Regions from separate parts of the Mus musculus genome. Here region 1 is linked to region 2. Evidence: chromatin contacts called from public HiChIP or PLAC-seq data. All regions are on one chromosome and are shown on one strand. The core of a region is the stretch at or near the end of the contact, and the rest is flanking DNA. Distances in the headings are between cores, read along the strand shown. Region 1 holds the start of Cdkn2aip (CDKN2A interacting protein). Region 2 has its middle 23 kb from the start of Ing2.

Region 1 (5,127 bases), core at 1,421-3,920, 62 kb after region 2:
TGCCAGTTCTTTCAGTGGGACAAAAAACACATCCAGTGTTGCTTTCAGAGCCTCAATAGCCGCGTTCAGCAGCTCTCCGTGATTCACAGTGGGGCTGAAGCCACCAACTGCTACTAACTTCCACGCCACCGTCTTATACAGTCTATTGAAGAAAGGTTGCTTCTGTTTTATGTCTTCATTGGTTAACTTCCGACAAGCAAACTTGACAGAACTCTCACTGGCCTGGGAGGTACTTTTCGAAGGCAACTGTGAAGTGCTACTCTGAGAACCACTCTTGGCAGCTAGCTGAGACACGCTTCCTAAGGAAGCGCCACTTTTGGTCGCTAGCAGTGAAGCAGCTACCTGAGCCGTGCTTTTGGATGTCAGCAGCGATGGATTTGTGGAACTGCTCTGGGGGGTTAGTAAAGAGCTGCCTGACGATGAACTGTTTTTTGAAACTGATGATGAAATGTTTGCCTCTGAACTAGATTTAGATGTTAACCCACTGGAAGCTGTCTCTGAACTAGACTTACAAGACAGTAATGGCAACTCTACTTCTGCACTTCCAGAGGAGCCCAACAAGGGCACCTCAATCTCTGAGCTGCTCTGAGAGGCTGAGCCTGAAGAACCTTCCAGAGCACCCTTTTTAGGTGACCCACTCTGTTGTCTGTTATCAGTGGACTGGGTCATATGACTATTCATACTGGACTTCAACAGGGAAGAAACAAATGACGCTGAACCACGTTTATGTGGAGCTTCTGACTCCAAAGCCTTTCCAGACCCTGCGGTTACCTGAGAGGAATTGCTGCTGCTCTGGCTGCACACAGATCTGTCTCCTTCACTTGTGGCGCTATCCTGATGGGAGCCACTGGAGCTGCTCCGAGCTGAGGTCCCACCACTCTCGGATTTGGTGGACGACCCCCTGGACGGCGAACTGTTTTCTTGCTGAGCTGCTGAACGATCCGTTTTGGCAGATTTTTTCCCATGATCTCGCTCAACTGAAGAATTGTTTTTTCCTTCTACGGCTCGTTTTTTGGATGGCTCCTCTACCCCTTCTAGAAAGAAGAAAAACACAGGTATTTTACTAAGAGTCCTAAAGACATGACAATCAACAAAACATTCATTTAAAAATCACAGAGAGTGGGGTGGCAGCAAAGTGCCTTTCATCCCAGCATTCAGGAAGCAGAGGCAGGCATGACCCCTGAGGTTGAGGTCAGCCTGGTCTATAGAGCAAGTTCCAGGATAGGCTGGGCTACACAGAGAAACCCTATCAAAACAAAACAAAACAAGACAAACAAAAGCACAAAAAAATTCTTTTTTCAGAACCAGTAGTTTCTTTTAAAATATGGAACAACTTCATTAGTATGTTAAAACAGTATCAATTAATATGATTAGTTTTTAATATTAAATTAACAGCATCAGACATTGGACTTGAAAATCTAAAAGTTAATCAAATTCAGCACCAAAACAGACAGACAGACTCAGACAGACACACATACACACACAGTGTAGCTTTAACATTTTAACTAGATTAATACAGCATACACATTCTGGATTGTTAAAAAAAATTAGTAATGACAGCGATTCCTAATTTTATAAAGCATATTTTCTAAACTCCTATGTATGTTCACATCTATGATCTGCTAACCATTGCTACTTGATATCCCTCTTTTCTTCACCTTGGCAACCAGTTCGTCTCGTGTGGTATGGATTGGAGCATCTGTCACTTTGATGCCTTCAGCCATACTAAGAATTTTATCCATAACTTTTTGAGGGTACCTGAAAAAGAAGCAAAAGTCGCTCTCAAGAAGTGGTTTGTTTTTGTTGTTGTTATGCTTTATTTTTTTTTTTCCGAAAGTACTGGCAGCGTGAGGAATGCAGGAGTGCGCAGACTGCATTTCCTGGTCGTGATCAAAGTGTACGAACCGCGCGACAATCGAAGATGGCCCAGACGAATGCCCTAAGGGCTCGGGAGGCGGGTCTGTGCCAGGGAACCTTTAAACTCGGGGTCTCCCGGGCAGATACTGTCAGCTAAGCACCAACAACTCCATCTGCCGGGCGCATACCACCCGGACGCCCGGCAACTGTGAGGTCGGGGACAGCCCCGGACGCCCTTCCTGCTCTCCCTCCGAGGACCCACAGTGTCACACCGATTCCCGCGCTTCCCAAGCGGCCCTCCCCAGCGTCGCCGGTCCCCGCGAAAGCGCTCCCCGGCCAGCGGCAGGGGGCGTGGAGCAAAGCCCGGAAGGCTGGCTGGAGAGCGACGCTCCCTCCACTCACCGGCACCCTAGGAAGACATGGTTCGCCCAGGCCATGGAGAAGGAGACCAGCTGCTGGAGCTGCCGAGTGCGGGCTCCGCTCTCCGCGTCCGCAGTCTCGTCGGTGGCGGGGACCAGGTCCCCGGCATTGCGAAGCAGAAACTCCCGGCGGTGGCGCCAGTGTTTGTCCGTCTCGCCCTCGCAGCGCAGCGTCTCCACCCAGGCGGCTACCCGCGGGTTTTGGCTCAGGTACTCGGACACCTCCTGCGCCATGTTGGGGACCCTGCGGGACGGGGAGAGCGCAAGCGCACGGAGCCCCGGGGGCGAAGCGGCCCTGTGTCAGCGCGGCCTGCACCGGCGGCCCTCCCGAGAACGCCCCTCCAGGAGCCCAAACCCCAAACAACAGAACAAGGCGCCGACGAACCGCCCACTTCCGCCGGCCACCGCCTCGCTCCCTTTTATAACCTCGCCGCCGCCGCTGCCGCCGCGCGCACACGCGACCTTCCGGCGCGAGCGCGTCCTCCCAGGATGCTTTGCAGCGCCCAGTCGCCAGCGACTCGCTCGGCGGTCGCGCCGGCGGAGGCGGGGCCGAGGCGACTTCAGCGGCCAGCGGCCCTCCCCGCCCTCGGCGCCTAGGGGCGGCCGCTGGGGCGTTCCGCCGGCGCTTTGTGACGCCGCGCTCCGGGGGGCCGGGAGAGGGGGGCGGTGGGACAAAGCGGGCGGAGCGCGGAGACCTGGAGGCGTCCGAGTTGCCGCCCCGCCCCTCCTGCGCGTTCCGCCCTCGGACGCTCGCGGTCGCACGCGGCCAAAATAAACAAAAGCTGGCTTCCGCGCCTGCGCCCTGCCGCGAAAGCCGCTGAACCCTTGGGCCCGAGGCTCGGAAGGTCTCCGGGCGTTTGGGGACCTGCGGATGCCTTGTGGGATGGGGACAATAAAAGTACCGAGCACGGTTGTAACTTAACGACGAGCACAAGCGGCTCCTCCAGTTGGATCTAACCGGCTCTTTGAAACCAGGCCTTTGCGCTTGCGCCCCACGATCTGGCTGGGTTTCCGCGGTTTCTTAAGTTCCTGGTTCAACCCGCTTCCTCTCCCTTAACGCTTTTGGTCCCCGAACTATAAATGACCCCGTGCCAACTGGTTTTAACTGTTAATCCCGGTTGGACCAAAATGGAAATGTATCTGCTTATCTCGTCCTGGCCTCAGTCCTCAAGAGCAACTGCTTCTGCATTTGTTTTGTTTTGTTTTATGAGTTCGATTTTTTGCTTGCATGTGTGTCTGTGCTACATGTGTGGGCCTGGTGCCCTTGGAGGCAAGAGAGCAATGGCTCTCCTGGAGTTGAGTTGACCCAGGATTTTGAGCGCCCTGTGGGTGCTGGGAATTGAACCCAGCGCCCTGTGGGTGCTGGAGGTCTTCTCTAAGATCTCGTACTACTGAGCCATCTCTCCAACCCATGGATTTTTTTTTCTGGCGTGTTTATTAACATTTCCAAGTCTAGGTATGTGTCAATAAATCAAAGGATCAATGTAATAATATGAGATAGTGATAAATTATGTAATTGAATTTTCCCTCAATAGATTTTTGCGTTTTGTTGTGAAAATGCTTAAATCAGAATAATCACGCAAAAATTCAGTCATTTGGTTACTAAACTTGATAGCCATGGGCCTGTGCCCCAACACTGTTCAGCTCCAATAAGGCAATTAGAAGGGACACGTTAGTAGTGGAAAGCAGGAAAAGGCTTTCAAAGAGGCCACACTGGCAAGGAGAGACAAAGCACCCCTTTAATTCCAGCACTCTGGAGCAGAGGCAGGGGGATCTCTGTGAGTTGAGGCCAGTCTGGTCTACAGAGCTAGTTTCAGGACTCCACAAAAGAACCCCTTTCTCAACTCTCCCCCTTCTCCTAGCAGAGAGAGAGAGGCAGACAGACAGAGAGACAGAGACACAGAGACTGAGACTCACAGGCATCCATCCCATCTCAAACGAGTCTTTTGGAGCTCTGAAATGAGATTCACGTTTAAATAAAAGGCCAAGGACATGGACATTTAAGATAGGAGCCGTCAAACAGTGGCTTACCCATCAACCAGCTGCTTGCCCACTGGTATCCCGGCCTGAGGCTGCTGGGACAAGGTGGCTTAACAGTGGTTAGAACGTGAAATCTTTCTCAGGAAGACAAAGTCCCCGTTGGCTGGAACCTTTTACTTCTAAGACTTTTGGGGAAATTCTCATTTCTCCGGGGTCCATTGTCTCACTGGTCTACTGAGAGAGTGAGAAGCAAGAGTCTCTTCTAAAATAACCAAGTCAGCCCAGCTTTGTTTGAGGCCAGACTGGGTAACAAAATGAACAAGAACAGCCTGGCTACAGCTAACCTTTCAATGGCAAAGTTTTTTCTCTTTGAAGACATAGTCTTGCTGTCTCTATGATGGCCTGAAACCGGTGGTTCTTCTCAGAGTACAGTTCCGGGCCTCCTCACTTGGATTCACAGTTATATCAAAAGCCAAAAGAGTCTGAAAACAAGTATTTATTTGCAAAAGTTGAGTTCTTGATAGGAAATATATATGTATTTTGGTTTCAGTTTTTTTTTTTAAAGGTTTTTTTGAGAAAGGGTTTCTCTGTGTAGCCCTGGCTGTCCTGGAACTCACTCTGTAGACCAGGCTGGCCTCGAACTCAGAAATCCACCTGCTTCTGCCTCCCAAGTGCTGGGATTAAAGGCGTGTGCCACCACCACCCGGCGGTTTTAGATTCTTAAAAAGTTCAGTTTAAGACCAGTGGGATGTTCAGTCCTCCACGCTCCATCTTTGACCTCCACATGTGCCACATTGCACCTGTGCACCCTCCCACAAATACACATTCACATACATAATGGGTTCTTCATTCAATATAGTCTGATTACAGT
Region 2 (5,210 bases), core at 2,017-4,516:
AGGATTGAGCCGCCTGGGTTTTCCAGCTGAGCAACCACTAGGTTTCCTCATAAGCAGGGTTGGTTTGCTGAGTCCTGCAGCAAAGAAGTCCCAGTTTCTGGATCAGTGTGGGGCCAACATCTGAGCAATCCTTGCAGGTTCCCACAGAAAGAGTTCTCTAGGTTCGGCGGAAGAGAGTGCCTACTATCCCAAAGCAGATTTGTCACTTTAAGTCAAAGGGATGAGCCCATTTCCTGGTTGTGAGGACTGCCTGCCATTTTCAAGGATCCTCTGCCAATCAAGACAGTTCCAAAGCAGAAAAAAAAATGAAGTGAAGATTTCCAACCACAGGGTGAAGAGCAGAATGGGCGTGTCCTGAAGCATTCATGGCAATCACGTCACGCTGTGTTGCAAAGATCTGAAACCACAGCTTTCAGCATCTCCAAGAGCAATGAATTGCTTGCTGACATTTTCATACAACGAAGAATACCGCACAAATTGCTACTGTATACCAGTTATTTTGTCCTAAGGGCGCGTGGTGCACGTGTATGCACATGTTGGGGGAGGGTGTTTTTGCATGAACATGCACACGTGTGTACACTGAGGTCAGAGATCAACTTGGGTGAAGTTTCTCAACAGCTGGCTACCTTGTTAAACTAGAGTCCCTAGACAGCTTAGAAAGTGCCAAATAGACCAGGTTGCACGGCCAGTAAGCCACAGGGAGCTCCTCCCTCACCAAGATCTAATAATGGCTGTGTTTGTTTGTACGTGTATAGTTGATTTACTTTCATGGCTGTTGTTTTTAACTACTAGAAAACAAATTACAGTTATGAAATTTCACGCTTAAATATTCCTGCATGCCTCTCCCAAATCCGGGAGTATGATGTATAATCGTGATTACATCATCACATCTAAAAATATTAGTAATAAGTTCATATAATCTAACCTCCAGTCAGAATCAACTTTTTCTCGATTGTTCTAATGCAATATAGTTTTCTCGGGACTAGTATTTGAATGGAAGACCTCATGTACACTCAACAAGCACTTTCTTGGGGCTCCAACCCTAGCACCCCAATGTATCTTTTTACAGCTGCTTTTGTTCAGGCAGAATCCAATTATGAGTGCACCCTGTCTTTTAAAGCTCACAGCTGCCCCTCTTTTTGCACCCCCCAACTTTGATTTATTTTATTTTTTAATATCCATGCCAGCTTACTCACATGCTAAGTTGTTCCGGTTGTTCTTTTATATTGTGATCTCACTTTGCCCTATCCTTTCTAGATGTTACATCTGAAGAGTATATGACTTGGGCAGGCCATTGTCAGAAACATTCTCGGGTAATGTTTTCTTTTTTATACATCTATTTATTTGGGGGGGGGGGGGTGTCACACACACGTTGGAAGCTGGAGGACAATTTCCAGGAGTCAGTTCTTTCCTGCTGCTGTGTAGGTTCTAGAGCTACAACTTGGGTTACCACAGCTGGTGACAAATGCCTTTAGCCCGTGCAACCGCCATGGCTCACCATTCGTAATGATTGCTTTATTTAATGTCACCCCACTGACCCAGTGCCTTTCCTCAGAAGTGAGTCACTAAAGGCTGAGATGAGACTCTGGGAAGCCCATCCTATTAGGTAGGTAAACATTCCATACCCTTTCAAACTGCTGTATTTCATGATCTCTGAGCAATGGATCTCCTTGTCAAACTTTCTGCAAAGACTACATGGTGGCCTCAAAAGTCTGTCTTAGGGGTTTTCAAACCCTTGGAAACTGAGGATGCCCAAACCAGACAGGCATGCATCCTTGAATGCAGTCAGCGGCTAAGTTGATCTCCCCAGAAAGGTAAACAAAGTTGGGAATGATAGGAATCCAGGCACTGCTCTGAACTGAGACCCAGTATTATTAACTTGTCTTAAAGACAGCCTCCCAGCAGGCCAGTTCTTTAGACTGGGGCTTAGCTGTGTCTGGACAGTTGCATTTTTGAGATCATTGTTTTAGAGTCTTGCTTACTTTTATCGATAGCTGGGGCTGATTCTGCACATTCCAAACTTGTATGGAAATACCAGCCAGACTGCACGGGCCAATCTCAATCACCTTTCTCTGCCTTCTTGGAAACCTTGAGATAGGAAAACGAAAGAAAAATACAACCAAGAGAAGAGACTAATGCAGACAACGTGACGGTTCCGGTAACTGCTCTATCCAAACTCCTTACTAGCTTCTTAAAAGACTTGAAAGTACTTCATCCACAATGAAAAGACGCTTTTGAAAATGTTATGTGGTGAATACCTTTAATCCCAGCACTTGGGAGGCAGAGGCAGGTGGATCTCTGTGAGTTTGAGTGCAGCCTAGTCTACAGAGTGAGTTTCAGGACAGCTAGGGCTACACAGAGAATCCGTACCTCAAAACCCAAAGCCAAAAAAAAAAACAAAAAACAAATAAAAAAGTGTTGCATGGGACTAGAGAAATGGCTCAGCGCTTAAGAACACCGACTACTCTTCTGAAGGTCATGAGTTCAAATCCCAGCAACCACATGATGGCTCACAACCATCTGTAATGAGATCTGATGCCCTCTTCTGGGGTGTCTGAAGACAGCTACAGTGTACTTACATATAATAAGTAAATAAATCTTAAAAAAAAAAAAGTGCTGGGTAGTGGTGGTGCACGCCTTTAATCCCAGCACTCGGGAGGCAGAGGCAGACGGATTTCTGAGTTCGAGGCCAGCCTGGTCTACAGAGTGAGTTCCAGGGCAGCCAGGGATATACAGAGAAACCCTGTCTTGAAAAAGTGTTGCATGAATAGATGAAGCTATCCTGGAGTTGCTTTGTGCTGGTTGACATAAAATAATCGCGACAAGAACAGTGCAGTCCTTGACTTAAGTCCTACCCATGCCTTACTTACCTCTGCAACAAATCCTGACTGCTGAGACAGGGTATGTGTGAGGAGCCTGGAGAGCAGACCAAGGGATGCTTCTCACTATAGAGACTATTCCAGGCTGTACCTTACTCCACGGCTTACAAAAAAAATGTATAACGATGAGGGTGTGTCCGTGTGCCTTACTTATTACGTGCATGCGGAACTCAGAAGACAACTGTGGAACTTGCTTCTCTCCTTCCATCCCGTAGATCCCAGAGGCTCAAACTCAGGCTTGGCAGCAAGCACCATTGCCTGCTGAGCCTTCTTACCACATATCTCCCCTTTCTTTGGCCCAGGACTTCCGGGACCCTAACACCAATGGGCCCTCTCTCAGATAAAGCCAGATGAGATGGTATGAGGATTTGTGCAATGGAAAAGTTCTTTAGTTGCTCAAGGGCTATTTGTTGAAGATCAATTATTAACTAACCAAGGCTGGAAGCTTTAAGAGGGGAAATAAATAACATCTTTGTTTTTCTATTAGCTTGAGCTAATAGAGAAGGGGAGAGCAGGCGATAGGCAGATGCAGATTAACTCGCCAGCTTTAACAGTATTAAGCCGGGGAGTTGGGGGGGAGGCATGACTGTAGCCAAGTAATCTGCAGACTCGGACTGGTCACATTCCTGGTCCCAGGCTGTTCACAGGATAGACTGCAATTGAGTGGTGGTAGGTGGATAGCAAGGTACATTTCTTGCTGACTAACAAAAGAATCCAGAGGGAGCTATTCCTTATCCAAATTCCTATCTGGTTTTCAAACCATTCTCACCGCTCAGCATGCATTGTCTTTAGGTCATTATATAGCTCTACGGCTAGTGCGTGGTGACCCACAAAGACCTACAAGCTATGTCCCAGGTTGCTCTAAGGTCCTCTGTGCCAATAAAACCTCCCCCTCCACATACAACCTCTAGGTTAGATTTGAGCCCTGCTAATTGTGCAATTCTTAATTCCAAATGAATTTCAAGCTTGTCTAAATGTTGTAGCATGCAACAAAGAGAAGACTCAGATATAAAATTAGGACCAATACCCTTTGCTGAAATTGGGTCTCATTATGTTGCCCAGGCTGGCTTTGAACTCTCGCAAGTGTTGGGATTACAGGAGTGCACAACCATGGGACCAGTAATTAAAAGAGAGAAAAAGAAGCCGTTTGCGCATTGGTATACTGCTCTACTTTGAAGCCTGTTAAAGAAACTGTGTTTTCTGTTGTCCATAGTAAACGGTCTATCAAGCAAGGCATGGAAGCACATCATTTAATTCCAGTACTTGGGAGGCAGAGGCAGGCAGATCTCTGAATTTGAGGTTAGCGTGGTCTACAGAGCAAGTTCCAGGATAGCCAGGACTGCACAGAGAAACCTGCCTTGGGAGGAAAAAAATTATGTAGGATTACTGGCATGGATGTTGGGAGAGACCTGGGATGTCAGAACACATACTGGTACAAGCTGTTACTGGGACAGCTAGGGAAGCCAAACAGAGAGCATGGGTGTCCAGCAGCAGATCTGTGTGGATCTGCAAGGTAGTGGCTGACAACCAAAATAGTGAGATTTCAGAGGAGTGTGGAGAAAGTGGCAGAAGAACGGGGCTGAAGTGACATCGGGTGACACTTCCAGATGAGAAGCCAGAGATAGAAGTACAGCAAATGCAAATAAGGGGCCAGAGGAGAGAAAAGGGGGCCTGTCTTTTTTTTTTTTTTTTTTTTTTTTTGGTTTTTGGAGACAGGGTTTCTCTCATAGCCCCAGCTGCCCTGGAACTCACTCTGTAGACCAGGCTGGCCTCGAACTCAGAAATCCACCTGCCTCTGCCTCCCGAGTGCTGGGATTAAAGGCATTCACCACCACACCCAGCTCAAGGGTGTCCTTTCAACCAAAGCAATCAGGCAGTTTAGGGAAATGACAACACAGTCAGGCCTCACAAAACCCAAGAGGAACAAGAAAGCCTTTTGGAAGTTAATAAGATGCTGTCCAGCCACCACACCAGGCTCTCAGACACCAGCTTTTGATGAGAGCAAATAGGACCTAGAGATAGCTTGGACTTCTCTCCTGCTGCTGTTTGCCCGTCAACAATGTTTGTTGCACATATATTCTGTACGCTCTACTTTCCCAACTCAAAATAACTGCAAGGACTTCATTATAGACAAAGAAAGAAAACAAACAAACAAACAAATCTAGCACTGAAACCCAATAAGCAAAAAAGCAAACGTGGTAAATTCTCGTTGCAGATCCTGTCCGACCCAGCTGAGTGACCAACGATAATTTGTTTTACATTTGTCAAATGTATGTTCATAGAATCACACTCAGAGAGCAGGACTATGGCCAGTAGAGAAAAATATCTAAC

The links. HiChIP or PLAC-seq counts read pairs in DNA pulled down with a chosen protein or histone mark.
Region 1: a contact with region 2 is called in an H3K27ac HiChIP or PLAC-seq map of extraembryonic endoderm stem cells. The contact joins the promoter of Cdkn2aip here to the enhancer-like site in region 2. A contact is called at or near these places in 6 of 39 promoter capture datasets (the C10 cell line, hematopoietic stem and progenitor cells, hippocampal neurons and 3 more), 1 of 484 Hi-C or Micro-C datasets (liver), 2 of 115 datasets of contacts at active chromatin or transcription factors (extraembryonic endoderm stem cells and regulatory T cell precursor) and 2 of 9 other capture datasets (adipose tissue and pancreatic islet).

Annotation. Positions count from the first base shown.
Region 1 is chr8:47,711,261-47,716,387 of GRCm38.p6, forward strand. Cdkn2aip (CDKN2A interacting protein) reads right to left here and starts at 2,671. Exons shown (of 3, transcript NM_172407.3): 1 at 2,260-2,671; 2 at 1,628-1,758; 3 at 1-1,034. The coding sequence starts at 2,510.
Region 2 is chr8:47,649,130-47,654,339 of GRCm38.p6, forward strand. No RefSeq gene overlaps it. Among named protein-coding and RNA genes, the nearest start is that of Ing2, 23 kb to the right of the region's middle. Within about 2 kb of position 3,267, at least 24 of the 459 cell types and tissues checked have an H3K27ac peak or open chromatin away from gene starts, as enhancers often do. A contact at or near this core is called in extraembryonic endoderm stem cells, liver and pancreatic islet, where this site is marked.